Regions from separate parts of the Mus musculus genome. Here regions 2 and 3 are each linked to region 1. A link is a contact called in public Hi-C data. All regions are on one chromosome and are shown on one strand. The core of a region is the stretch at or near the end of the contact, and the rest is flanking DNA. Distances in the headings are between cores, read along the strand shown.

Region 1 (4,096 bases), core at 1,300-3,799:
AAAGTCCCCCATACCTCCCGCCCAAAATATGGGTTGCGACCCCTTTGGAGGTCGAAGGACCCTTTCACCAGGGTTGCATATCAGATATCCTACATATCTCATATTTAATTACACTTCATAACAGTAGCAACATTACACTTATGAAAGAACACCGAGATGATTTTATGGCTGGAGAGTCACCACAACATGAAGGACCACAGCATTAGGAAAGTTGAGAACCACTGCTCTATACTACAGCCCTCTGTAAAAGGTGACCAATGAGCAATGGCAGAGAGACCTAGGTTGCTTCCCAGCACATGGTGCCCTTTATATTCAGAACAGAAAAGACTGCCAAGGTCCACCCAGCCAACCACTCACTGAGCATAACATTCTTTGCCCGGGAAGAAAAGGTTTTTGTTCGAATCCCATCATCGTATATTGGAAGGTAAGTGTATTTTCTTTGGGTTAATATGCACAGATTTTTAATTCCTTGGATTTTATTCCCAACCTAAAGACAAGCTTTGTTCTTACCCTGAGTACCCAGGAGGGTGTATGTGGAGGGGATGGTCAACACCTTCAGCAGCTTCCGTGTTACTGTCCAGGCCAATTACTACTGGATTATTAGCCATGCCCTTGGGTTCTCATGGGTTCACCCTCTGACAGAGCATTCTTCTATAGATGTATCTAGACCCTCAAGCAAGTCTTTGACTAAGTGACAATTGCTCAAGTCAGAAGCCATATGTAGGTGAACCTTACTTCAAGAACAACTGATGCAGGAGGGAGGACTCTGTGACTAAGCACTTGCTCGGCAAGTGTAAGGACCAACATTTGGGTGTCCAGACACACGTAAATGCTGGATGAGTGTGGTGTGCCTCCTGTAATTCTTGCCTCAAAAGGTAGGGACCGTAGATTCCCCAGACTAAGCTGGCTAAAACGAGCCATCTTAACGGGCTCTAGGTTTGAGAGACCCTGCTTCAGTGATTAAGGTAGAAGATCAATAGAGGATGGCTCCCAACACCAGCCTTACTTCCACATATATGTGCATATGTGTGCAGCTACACAGGTATGCCCCCACACACGAAAAACCTGCCCACACAGGTATGCAGCACACAAGAAATGGAAAAGGTAAAGCAAGGGCTGGAAAGTGAGTCGGGGTTCCCCACAGGCACAGAAGAAAGAGCAGCAATCCTGCCCTCCATCACATCTCCGACTCCTGCACTCATGGACAGAGCATATAAGGTGGCCCACGTGGGTTTGGAGTCCAGCAATGCATACCGATATTCTCTAAAACAGCTGCTGATGGGAGGAGACTGGAGATGGGATTCCATATCAGGGTGACAAGGTGACCAGGAGGTATGAGCTGGAAAACAACAAGGTTCACAGGGATACCCAGCAATTGCAAAGTCCCACCTAACAGCTTTCTGGTCTACTGTAAATGGAGGGGCCACTTTCATCCCATTGACCAATAAGGTCACAGAGGCCAAGTGACCATTAAGAGTCACCTGCATAGAAGTGGTACAACCAAATGAGAACCCAGCTCTATGGAGTTCTAAATCCACATTGTTCCCCGATAGAGAGCTGCTGGTGATGCTTTTCGGATATATATATACACACAATATATACACACATGGGTTAACATGCTCATATCTGTGTGTGCACAGAGAAACAAACAAAAAGGCTTCAACCCTGCTGTGACCTATGGGTTCTAGTGTTCTGTGAGAGTGCTCCCCTCCATGGGAGGCATAAGTCCATCCCTGCGGTCCTCTCACAGAGGCAGCATTGGGTCTGTTACTGTCTTCAGTTGGCCGGCATGAGCACCTGCCCAAGCCACTTCATCTTCACAGCACACGTTCACATCTACTCCCACCACACTTCCTGGCCTGGCTCCTACAGAACACTTTCAACCCTTTCTTTCCACTTCCCAAGTCCCAGAGCTGATCTCCAGGGCCAATCTGACTCCCTTGCCTGTGCAGTAAGCCAGCGCTTGCCCATCAATGATGGGCATCTGGCCCTGGCAGGTCCCTGTCCTCTGGGACTCACAGGCAGACAGGTAGCTAATCACAGTCAAGGGAAACATGGGATCCAGAAAAACAGCTTCTCTCCCACAGAAGAGCTCTTGTGTGCTCAGGGTGTCAGCCCGGTGGGAGAAGACCCAGGGGACTTTCTACATGCCCAGAGACCCCCACCTTGATAAGCCTTTGCCAGTGTGGCTCTGGGCCACAATTTGGTAAATAATGATAGAGCCATCCATCAGCCTGGTGGCATGTCCTGGACAACAGGGGCCTCTGCCAGCATGGTATTCTGTTTCTCAAAGCCCCCTTCCCGGTGCAGTTCCTTTATTCCAACTTGGGAAACAAAGCCTGGGAGTCCAGCCATAACAGACTTGCAAAGCCCACACGAGAAACTACCTGGGTTGGCAGGAGGGGTTCTGCTTGGTGGGCCTCTGTGCAGCTGCATAGCCTTAAGAAGAGTGAAGCAGACCCCTGGCCTGGTGGGTACTGGAAAGGGACCTCTCCAGTCTCCCTAGAAGGAGGCAGCTGGCCAGGGTAGTGTCATGTTTCCTGAGGAGCCTGACTCCTTTGAAAGCTTAAGGGTGCCATCTTGTGCTTGAGAGTTGTCAACGCACCCGGTTCCCAGTGGGATGCAGCAGGAGCTATCTGCCCGCTGCCTTTCTCCCCTTTTCTTCCTCTAACCCGGGGCTTCTTGACCTCTGTAGGATCCCCAGCTACCAGAAGGGTCTCAGTCCCGAGAACCTGTTGGGGGGGTGATGCTTATTTGAGCAGTCTGGCACCTGCCCTGCATCCTGAGTCACCTTCTCCGTGACACCTTGTTGGTGGTCCTGACCCTTTGATGCTGTGTTCTGTGCAGCCTGCAGGTAGGTGGGCAGGAGGGGACTGTGAGAGGCAGGGCCTAAAAATCCAAAAGGTACTTATTTATGAGAAAGGAAGAGAGAGATGTAAAAAAGGCGAAAGGGCAAAGGCGTGAGAGGAGAAGAAGGGGGCGAGGGAAGAGAGATGGGAAGGACTGTAGAAGACAAGAAGAGAGGGGGGAGCTACTGTACTTGCCTTTGGCTAATTGCAGCTGTAGCATCTAATTTCAGAAATTATTCTGTCTGTTCAGGAGCACGTGTGCATGTTCTATGGATTCAGAGGATGTGCACATTTGGGAAACTGACACAAATAAAGGAAAAAGCCACTGTCCCTAAGTGTACTGTCCCCATGGGTATCAGGTTCTTCATAGGGAGAGACTAGGGTGGGGGCAGTGTTTACAGAATTCAAAGTTAGGTCTTCCACCCACTGGATATCCTTCCCCCTGACTTCACTGCCAGACTCGCAGAAATGCCTGCTTTGAGTTTTAACTCATTTCCTCTTGATTTTTAGATTCAAACATCTTCAAATATGGCGGGGGTGGGGGTGGGGGCAGAAACAGAAGATATTTGCAGCAAAGAACAAAGTAAAGAAGACAGCAGAGGGTCCAAATGGTCCTCAGTACTTCATCAGGCTTAAATCTTCTTCTGTTTTCTCTTTCTGAAATAAAATCCAGGGGCAGCATTGAGAAACCAAATGCAGACATACACACAGAAAACACAGACAGACAGGGAGACAGCTGTACCATCTTCATAAACACAGAGCCAGCCCTTCCCAACTCGCACAGCCTGGCCTAAGTGACAGGGCATAGCTACTAGCCAAGGAGTTGTGTGGCAGTGTCACACCTCAAAGCCCATCACTGTGTAAGAGAAGTACACACTTACACACACACATATGAATAGAAGATCTAGAGAGGGCAAAGCTGCAAGTGTTTTGTTGGTATCTTTTGTGCTTTGAAGATAAACAGCCTCAGGGGAGTGAAGAGAAGGGACATGAAGATCACCCCAAGAAGGGAAGGAACCTGGGTCTTTAAGCCACCCTCTCTGTCTCTGACTCTCCAGGCTTGCACAGTGCAGCTATGAGGAAGGTGTGCCCTTTGCCATGCAACCCAGCATGCCACTAGGGTTACTGAGGGCAAGCTTTGGCCTGGCAGAAAAAGGTATGGAGCAGTGTCTTGCAGGGCTCTGTAGTTTAAACTCAACACAGATCGGGAGGCGTCTTGAGGTCTTACAAACTACACACACTAAGTC
Region 2 (3,961 bases), core at 467-2,966, 560 kb before region 1:
CCATCTGTGCAGACTTTACAGCTTGAGCCTAAGACATACTATGTCTAAACCATTATGCATTTAGAAAATGCTTTTTCAATATGGTTAGACTCCAGGGTGGGAAAAGCAGGGCCCAGAGCAGCAGGAGGCCTGCAGCAGCTTCTTAGAGTAACCTCACTGGAAAAGAGCCATGGCAGAATGGATGGGCCATGGGAATGGACAGACACCTCTGTGACACAGCTTGGGGTCATGAAGGAGCCATCATAACCAGAGAGACCACTGAGTTAGCCATGAGGAGCATCTAGAGTGTCATCTAGGAGAAGCCCCTGACGTTTCTGAGACTTCCGAGGCTTAGGTGTCCCTGGTGTGGAAAATGCACTGGGAGAGCTTTCCCATGAAGAACCACCCACCATTGGTAGGAAGTTGCCTGCCCACTAGAGGACTCAGACTCCTATTGGTGGAACTGGAGCCGGCTGGCGTCTTTTCCCCAAGGACAAAAACACTGTATCACCCAGCTACTTCTAACCTCAACAGTGGCCAAAGTCTATGTTCAAAGCATTTCAGACATGTCACATGGCCATTCATTGACCAGGGCCCTTCTACCTCTCCCTGCTTGGTAATAATAGCCCAACCACTTAGAATGCTTGAGAGATGAACACTACTTGGGAAGAGGAGAGACAAATGGGTTTCTGCTGCCCCTAGCCCCATCTCCGCTTGCTCCATTTTATTGAAGGTGATTTCTTACCACTTAGTTCTCCTACTGCACCATCTCAATGCAGGAGGTTGAGTTGCTGCCAAAGTCCACAGAAATATTCTCAACCCACATTAATAGCAGGAAGGTCAACTTTCACCGTGATGACTTATTGAGAGCTCCCTATTAAACACGTCTGGCCTCCAGATAAGACTTTTTCATCCTGTTAGCAGCCTGATGAGGTATTGTGTTAATTAGGATTTTTTTTTTTTACAGAGACAGCACTTATAGAATGGACCTATGTGTACATGTATGTATGTATGCATGTATCTGTGTATATGCATGCATTATGCATGTATGTGTGTATATATATGTTTGTATGCATGTATGTGTATGTATATATGTATGTATACATGTATGTATGTATATATGTTTGTATGCATGAATGTGTGTGTATGTATGTATGTATACACACATATGTATAAAGGAAGGTTAATAGAATGGCTTACAGGCTGTGGTCCAGCTAGTCCAAAAATGGCTGCCTACCAATGGGAGTTCCAAGAATCCAGTAGTTGTTCAGCCCATGTGGCTGGATGGCTCGGCTGGTCTTCAGTATGTGCCTAAATTCCAAAGAAGTAAGCTCTAGTGCAGTGAAGGAACGGAATTGCTAGTGAGAGTGAGAACAAGCAGGCAAAGAGATCAAGCTTTCTTCTTCCATGTTCGTTATTTAGGCTGCGGCAGAGGGAGTGGTCCAGATGGAAGGTTGTGGATCTTCCCACCTCAAAAGGTTCAGATTAAAAGTGGTTCTGCCCACTTCAAATGATTTAATTAAGAACAAAATACCCCAATACAGCTGCCTAGGTTTTAGTTAATGCCAGACATAGGCAAGTGGACAAGGGTAGCCATCATAGGGCTGGAAATGGTTTCATAGATGACAGGACTGACCACTGGATGTCCCCATGGCAGCTTGGTAATGCCTCTGGTGGCAGGATAGAAGCCTCCGTGGGCCCTAAGTGCTGAGGGAGGCCTGCCAGGGCATAGAACCAGACTCTGACTCTGCAGCTATTGTAGAAGATGGAGAGGTCATGGCAAGATCCAGACAGCAGGCTGGGACCTGGCTTCGGTGGGCATTCAGTGTTTTCACCCCAATTGCTGTGCCTGGGAATCTTGCCCAAGATCAGTTTGCACTGTACTTTGAAACAGAAACAAAAACAAAGCCAAGCCTTAAACCCATCTCAATTGATTGCTCCTGGCAGATGTCTCTATTTTAATCTGGATCCAGTGGAGGAGTCGGAATTCTAAACCAGTTTGGAGGAGTCTATATTTGTAAATCAATTTTAAAATGCAAATGTTTTGTTCCTAAATATGGACAAACTACTTAGAAGCTGAAATATCAGAAACAAATTCCAAATAGCCATAGACATTCACTGCCTAGTTGGGTATGGCCATAGTATAAGTTCACTTTAAATTCAAGGAAAATATGCTGAAATAAGTATGTGGCTGGCAGTGGGACGTTTTGCCTTCATTTAAACCTGCCATCCTTCCCTGCTTTGCCTTCGTCATCCCTTCAAACCTTCACTGAAACTAGGCTTAAAAAAAAACTGTTCAAAGAAAAGTTTTTCACATACGGAAAGTTGTCCTCTGACATTTGTGGTATACTTTCTGGAAGAGAGGAGACACAGAGGCCACCCACACTGAGCCTAGGCAGGTTGTCTCTATCCCACTCTCTTCCCTCTTTCCCTTCTAGAGGCATGGCAGTCAAAGTTGCCCATTCTCTCCAGGAAAGGAGCTACCTACCCTCTGCTCTGTGCTGCAGGCTGTGGGCTGTAGGACAGTTTGAATATTTTCTCTTGATCTCTTGCTAAGCCTACCTTAAAGTTCTGACAGGCATGCTTGCCTCCTCAGAGCTTCAGTCCCTAGTTTGTAAACAGCATGCTGATGCTTCGAGTTCAAGTCTGTAGTCTTTTCTCAGCAATAATGCATGGTACCTAGGAGCTGGATTGGTGGTTTGTTTTGGCTTTGTTTTGTTATTTTCTTTTTTTGTTTTTCTCAGACGGAATGAGTATTCATCCAGAGACCAACACTGGGCAGCATCAAAGGCTTGGGATGGAGTCTGGACATATGTACTGCTTCTGTGGCTGTCATTGGTCTTTGGCAAACTTCTGCTTCCTTACTGTTTGGAAGGCAGGGAGGCAGCGAGGCAGGAAGACAGGCAAAGAGGCAGTCGGGCAGAAAAGAAGGCAGGAAGCTAAACAGATAGATAGATGGAAGGAAGAAAGGAAGAAAGAAAGGAAGGAAGGAAGGAAGGAAGGAAGGAAGGAAGGAAGGAAGGAAGGAAGGCAGGCAGGCTGGCAAGGCTGCCAGCCCTCTTTCAAGTTCATTACAAAGACTGGAAAGCCCCCCCCCCTTTGCTCATGTATATGCTAGTCATAGCACTATTGGAACTGGGTGGGAGATCCAAATGCAATGACTTCCTATGAAATCAGCTAAAACTAAGAGCCACATGCTCTCCCTCTGACATCTGATGAATGACTAGAATTATATTATCTCTCCTAAACATATTTTTCCTGGTGGCAGGGTATCCCACACCAGCACCACAGGCCAGTTGAATTTCTTCAACTACAAGAGATCTTCGCCTGACCCAGAATCAGCTGTGCTTTGTTCTTCTCTTTATAGAAGAAGCAGGGTGCTGGTCTCCAGCAGAAGGGACATCAGGTATGAGCCAATCCAAAAGCATCAACCTGTCAAGAGTCACAGAGCTGGGAGCGGTGACAGTGGCTCATCTTGTTGCTATGACCAAATGCCTGACAGGAAGTAGACTTAGGAAGAAATTGTTTAATTGGCCCAGTTTGAGGGTTCAGTCCATCATGATGGGGAAGGCAGGGCAACAGGGGTTGAAGTTTCATCTGGACTCAGAAGTCAGGGAGAGGAGAATGTTCATGCTTAGTTGGTTGCCATTTTCCTTTATATTTAATTCGGGTTCCTAACCCACAAGAAGGTGACGCTGAGGAAAGAAGACTCCCCTACCCTAACTGTGTTAGTACCATTCGTTCCTCAGTTAATCCTTTCTGGAAGCATCTTCACAGACACACTCAAGAGTTGTATCTCCCAAGCAATTCCAAATCTAGTCAAGTTGACAAGACCAAAAAAGTCATAGAAACCCCTAGCGGGCACGGCACACCTTGAGCTGGGTGGCAGGAGCTGCAGATAAAGCCAATAAGAGGTTTGCCGGGTTTGGTCAGTGATACAGCAATGCAAGCTCACATCTCATCTCCATGCAAGCTGGCCCTG
Region 3 (3,973 bases), core at 906-3,405, 640 kb before region 1:
AGGCTGTTTTTTTTTTTTTTTTATTAGTGATCGAGTACAGTTGCATATATTGAAAATGTACCAGACAATTTGTTTATTATGCTTTTTAAAATATTTTACTTAATTTTGAGACAGGGTCTCATGTAGCCCAGGCTGGTCTTTCATTCACTCTGTACCCCACAGGTGATCTTGAGTGTCTGATCTTGTGACGTGCTGCAGCTGTAAGGCACCAAACCTGGTTCACGCAGGCTTTGTGTGAGCCAGCACTCTGCCAACTGAGCTACATCTCAGGCCTGAAACTACGCCAGGTGGACACGCTAAGTTTTTGTTGTTCTCAGCTATCACTGGAGCTGGGTCTGGTCAGTTTTGCTAGGGCTATGCATCTACCAACAGACATTGCCTGTCTATGGTTTCTGTATATCCTGATAGTTCCCAACCTTAGGATTTTGGGGCAAGCCTTCCCTGAGGATGCCCTGTCTTGTTCCTCAAGTCCCTTGAGGCACTGGAAAAGGGAAGTATGCAGTATATGCCTGTTGCTGTCTTGAGGGCCTTTGCCCCGTCCCCATCTCCTGCTGGACAGGCAGAGCAGCAGTAGTGCCCTTTTCCTCCAGCACTGGAAGACTGATTGAATTATTTGTGCTAAAGTGGACTTGCATTAGGAGCAGCACTGTGCTAATTAGCCTGGTTCTGTGACTGTGGGCTGAGACGAGGGCCAATCTATCTAGAAGTGTCCAGAATGTATGTTTGGTCTAGAATGAATGTCCCTGGGGAAGTATCCTGTAACAATGCCATTGTCTACTGCTACCCAGGAACCCTTCCTAAGAGCAGCCATACTGGAGGGTAAGGCGTCAACTTGGCCATGCTTGGGTACTCCGTTGTTTATTGACATACATTACAGCCCTAGAATATGTGTCCCTCCAAGTCCTGTACCCAATGCAAGTCTCAGCTCTGCCGTGCCTTAGGAGCCAAGGAATCTTAGTTTTCTTACACAGTCAATTCATAACTTTCTTGAAAAACTACCTTTTTATCTATTTTTAATATATGTAAAAAGGTTATGTTTTCAATTTTAAAATATGACCAGCAACACTGGACTTTTTTTTGCCTTATCCTTTAAGAACCAACCCACGAACAGGTGAGGCATTTCAAAAAATTTTCCAGTAGAAACTCTAGTGGGCTCTCTCTAGCTCGTCTGTTTCTTCCTGTCTCATGGGGAGAGTTTACCCCATGTTTTATCTAGTGGTCAATGACAGGGAGCATGGGAGAAAAGAATGAAAGAATTCCAGTCTCTTTGCTGGAACAAGAAGCCAGGCAGGAGGAAGCGAGGGGTCTGAGCAGCTTTGATTCCCCTGGAGCCATAGGGTGTGCCCCAGAGACAGCTGCAGGCCACAGTGAGCGGGTATCCTTATAAAATACCTTCTGGGCCCTGGGCTTAGCATAGCCTCCATGGGTTCCTGCCCTCAGAAAAGGGAGGAGAGGGAAGCCAACGCTCTCATTGCACCTTCTTAGATTTCCTGACTCCTTGGGTGTTGGAAGTTGATTCCTTTCATGAACCCGGAATAGGAAATGTGCATGAGAAATGTCAACTTTCATCAGGAAACAGAAAACCAAAGCAAGCCAACAGTTGAAGCCCCTGAGCGCCTAGCGCAGCCCTTCCAGAGGTGGTGGGTGCATAACTTCCCACGCTCTGGCTGACCCTCACAGCCATCCCTGACCATCACCAGTAGCCATAGGGAAGCTGCTTTCACACTCACTTTGAAATTCCCTTTTCAGTGTATGGGTCATTGCCTTAAAGCCATGTCACCAGACATGAGTTAATCTTTGGGCGACCCTCCCTATTTTCTGTTAGTAGTAGATGAGATTATCAGTTACTCTGCTAACTTTAATACAGATTGTATCTACTAAGTACCATGCCAGTATTTAAAATGCTAATCGTTTAGCTCATTTTAGAAAGTATCTTTCTATACATGTTTGCCCCCATACTTTGTTTCCCTGTCTAGGCTTCAGTAAGCCTCCCAGTATAGTGGCACCTTGGCTCGGTGCTGTGGGTTTGTTAGTGCACTTAGCCTTCGAAGGACAAACACAGCATTGTAGCAGGAAGCTTTGCCTTTCCGTGGGATCTGCTGGAATTTTACTTTATCAACTGTGCTCCTCGGCTCTCAGCCCAGTCATAGTTTTTGGCTGACGCTCGGCCACCACCTTCTCACTTTTCTGGGAACACCATTACTTTCGGCCACACTCACGCTCTGACCTGTGCTACTTGGAAAGTTTTGAGATGAAGTCACTGCTGGTTCGAGTTACTGGACAGACATTAATTCACCCAGCTGGGTCTATTCAGAGGTAGCAGCCTAGGGTCCTGACAGCCACCGTGGGTGAGAAACGGGACTCTAACGAGGGGGGAACCAGGGAAGTGAGCCTTGCAGAGGTCGTCTGTGGGAATTTGACTGAGAATAGGGAATCAGGGAGGCAAGTTTTTTACCCCTGAAAGTCAATGTGGAAAACACCTTCCTTTCTAACTAGATGTGGCATGAAAAACCCTAAGAAACAATTATTAATTATGCCGTCCAGTAACTAGTGAAATCTAAATGAAAACCTATATGACATCTCTCACACACGCACTCATGCACACATGCAGGCATGCACATCTATATTTAAAGGTCCCATAGTTGGAGATAGTAAGACATTCCCTTTATTAAAGTACCGTGGCCTGTGTAAGCCTTCCCAGATGCAGTGTGAAGATAGGGACCCAAGGTCCTCAGGTTGGAGTGTAGATTTATCCTCTATGAAGCTTTGTTAAGCCTAGCAGCCTCAGTGCCACTATCCTAGAAGAACAGGGGGGAGGGAGGAGGAAGATGACTCCTCCCCTGCCCCAGGGTATAACTCGCCTGTGACCCATACACTTTACTGCATAACGCCCAGATGTCCAAAACCATTTTTCGTTAGCACTGTGAAATTTGATAGAACGTGTAATGTGATACAGCACACGAACTCAGTGAGAGAAATAAAACACAGCCCAAGTTCTAAGTGTAAGATTTTCAGGGGTGCTTTTCCTAAAGGTTAAAAACCCAGAACAAAGCCCTGGGGAGGGGCAGGGGCAGTCTCACGTGGGGTCTGCTGCTGCCACCTCCTGGACCCTTCTCTCTTTGTCCCTTTCTGATGCTTTCATGCGCAGACATTCATTAAGGTTCCTGGTGAAGTTTCTGTGGACACAGCCTTCATAAACAACAGCAACACTTCTCAGTTCTGGGCCTGTGTTCTAGAAGATGACAGCTAGGTCTGCAGAGACAGGAGGACACGGCCCAAGGCCACACTGGGAAGTTCAGATGAGATCATCTTCTGGTGGACCAGGTGGACAGGGAGCCGTGGGAGAGGGAGGTATTTGTTCTTGGTATCGTCCTCACAGTCTGGGTGCCCCTGGGAGCAAAGCTTGTCCCTCTGTCTTCTACCAACAGCTGTGTCAATGTGCTGAGAAACTAGCTCTTCAGAAGGTTTACAAATCCAGAATACAGATGTCTGGGTGACAGCAGTGCTTGGCACTTCAAGAGTGTCCCTTACTGATGTCTAATGACAGGATTAATGTGTGAGGACCCAGAGCAGATCATAGAGCTTGTTTCTTTTCCTTATGAGGCTAGGTGAGCCTTAGAGGCCCTGTGATGACTTAGAGAGTCCCCCTGATTTAACCTTGTGACTTAGTTTCCTCATTGGTAACTGGAGAGAGTTAAATGGAAATAGGCTTTTTTTTTTTTTTAATGTTATTTGTCTGTGACTTGTTCTGTAGATGAGAAGCCAAGAGGGTTGGTTGACAGCCCAGCCATGCTGGCCAGGCTGAACTGTTTCTGCCTTTCCTGTTGGTAAGCAAATGACTTTAAAACGCACATGTGACTCCCACACTCCTTTTCTAGGACTTTTCTGAAGCAGAGATGGGTTGAAAACTGTAACCACAGCCTTGTCCCTTTGTGACAACATTGTGGATTTGAAACTCGTTTCACTTGTATTT

The links. A called contact is a pair of places that touch in the nucleus more often than the background predicts.
Region 2: a contact with region 1 is called in a Hi-C map of stem cell-derived neural stem cells, with 3 times the contacts expected there. The contact joins two enhancer-like sites. A contact is called at or near these places in 5 of 484 Hi-C or Micro-C datasets (cranial neural crest, myocytes, neural progenitor cells and 2 more) and 2 of 9 other capture datasets (embryonic tail and embryonic trunk).
Region 3: a contact with region 1 is called in a Hi-C map of muscle stem cells, with 5 times the contacts expected there. The contact joins two enhancer-like sites. A contact is called at or near these places in 1 of 39 promoter capture datasets (hippocampal neurons), 45 of 484 Hi-C or Micro-C datasets (adipose-derived mesenchymal stem cells, cardiomyocytes, cerebellar granule neurons and 24 more), 6 of 115 datasets of contacts at active chromatin or transcription factors (astrocytes, differentiating embryonic stem cells, embryonic basal ganglia and 3 more) and 2 of 9 other capture datasets (embryonic tail and embryonic trunk).

The regions. Positions count from the first base shown.
Region 1 is chr7:135,835,709-135,839,804 of GRCm38.p6, reverse strand. No RefSeq gene overlaps it. Among named protein-coding and RNA genes, the nearest start is that of 6330420H09Rik, 16 kb to the left of the region's middle. Within about 2 kb of position 2,549, at least 23 of the 459 cell types and tissues checked have an H3K27ac peak or open chromatin away from gene starts, as enhancers often do. A contact at or near this core is called in muscle stem cells, proximal limb bud and stem cell-derived neural stem cells, where this site is marked.
Region 2 is chr7:136,393,831-136,397,791 of GRCm38.p6, reverse strand. No RefSeq gene overlaps it. Among named protein-coding and RNA genes, the nearest start is that of Gm29872, 5.4 kb to the right of the region's middle. Within about 2 kb of position 1,716, at least 16 of the 459 cell types and tissues checked have an H3K27ac peak or open chromatin away from gene starts, as enhancers often do. A contact at or near this core is called in stem cell-derived neural stem cells, where this site is marked.
Region 3 is chr7:136,479,058-136,483,030 of GRCm38.p6, reverse strand. No RefSeq gene overlaps it. Among named protein-coding and RNA genes, the nearest start is that of Gm29931, 15 kb to the left of the region's middle. Within about 2 kb of position 2,155, at least 17 of the 459 cell types and tissues checked have an H3K27ac peak or open chromatin away from gene starts, as enhancers often do. A contact at or near this core is called in muscle stem cells and proximal limb bud, where this site is marked.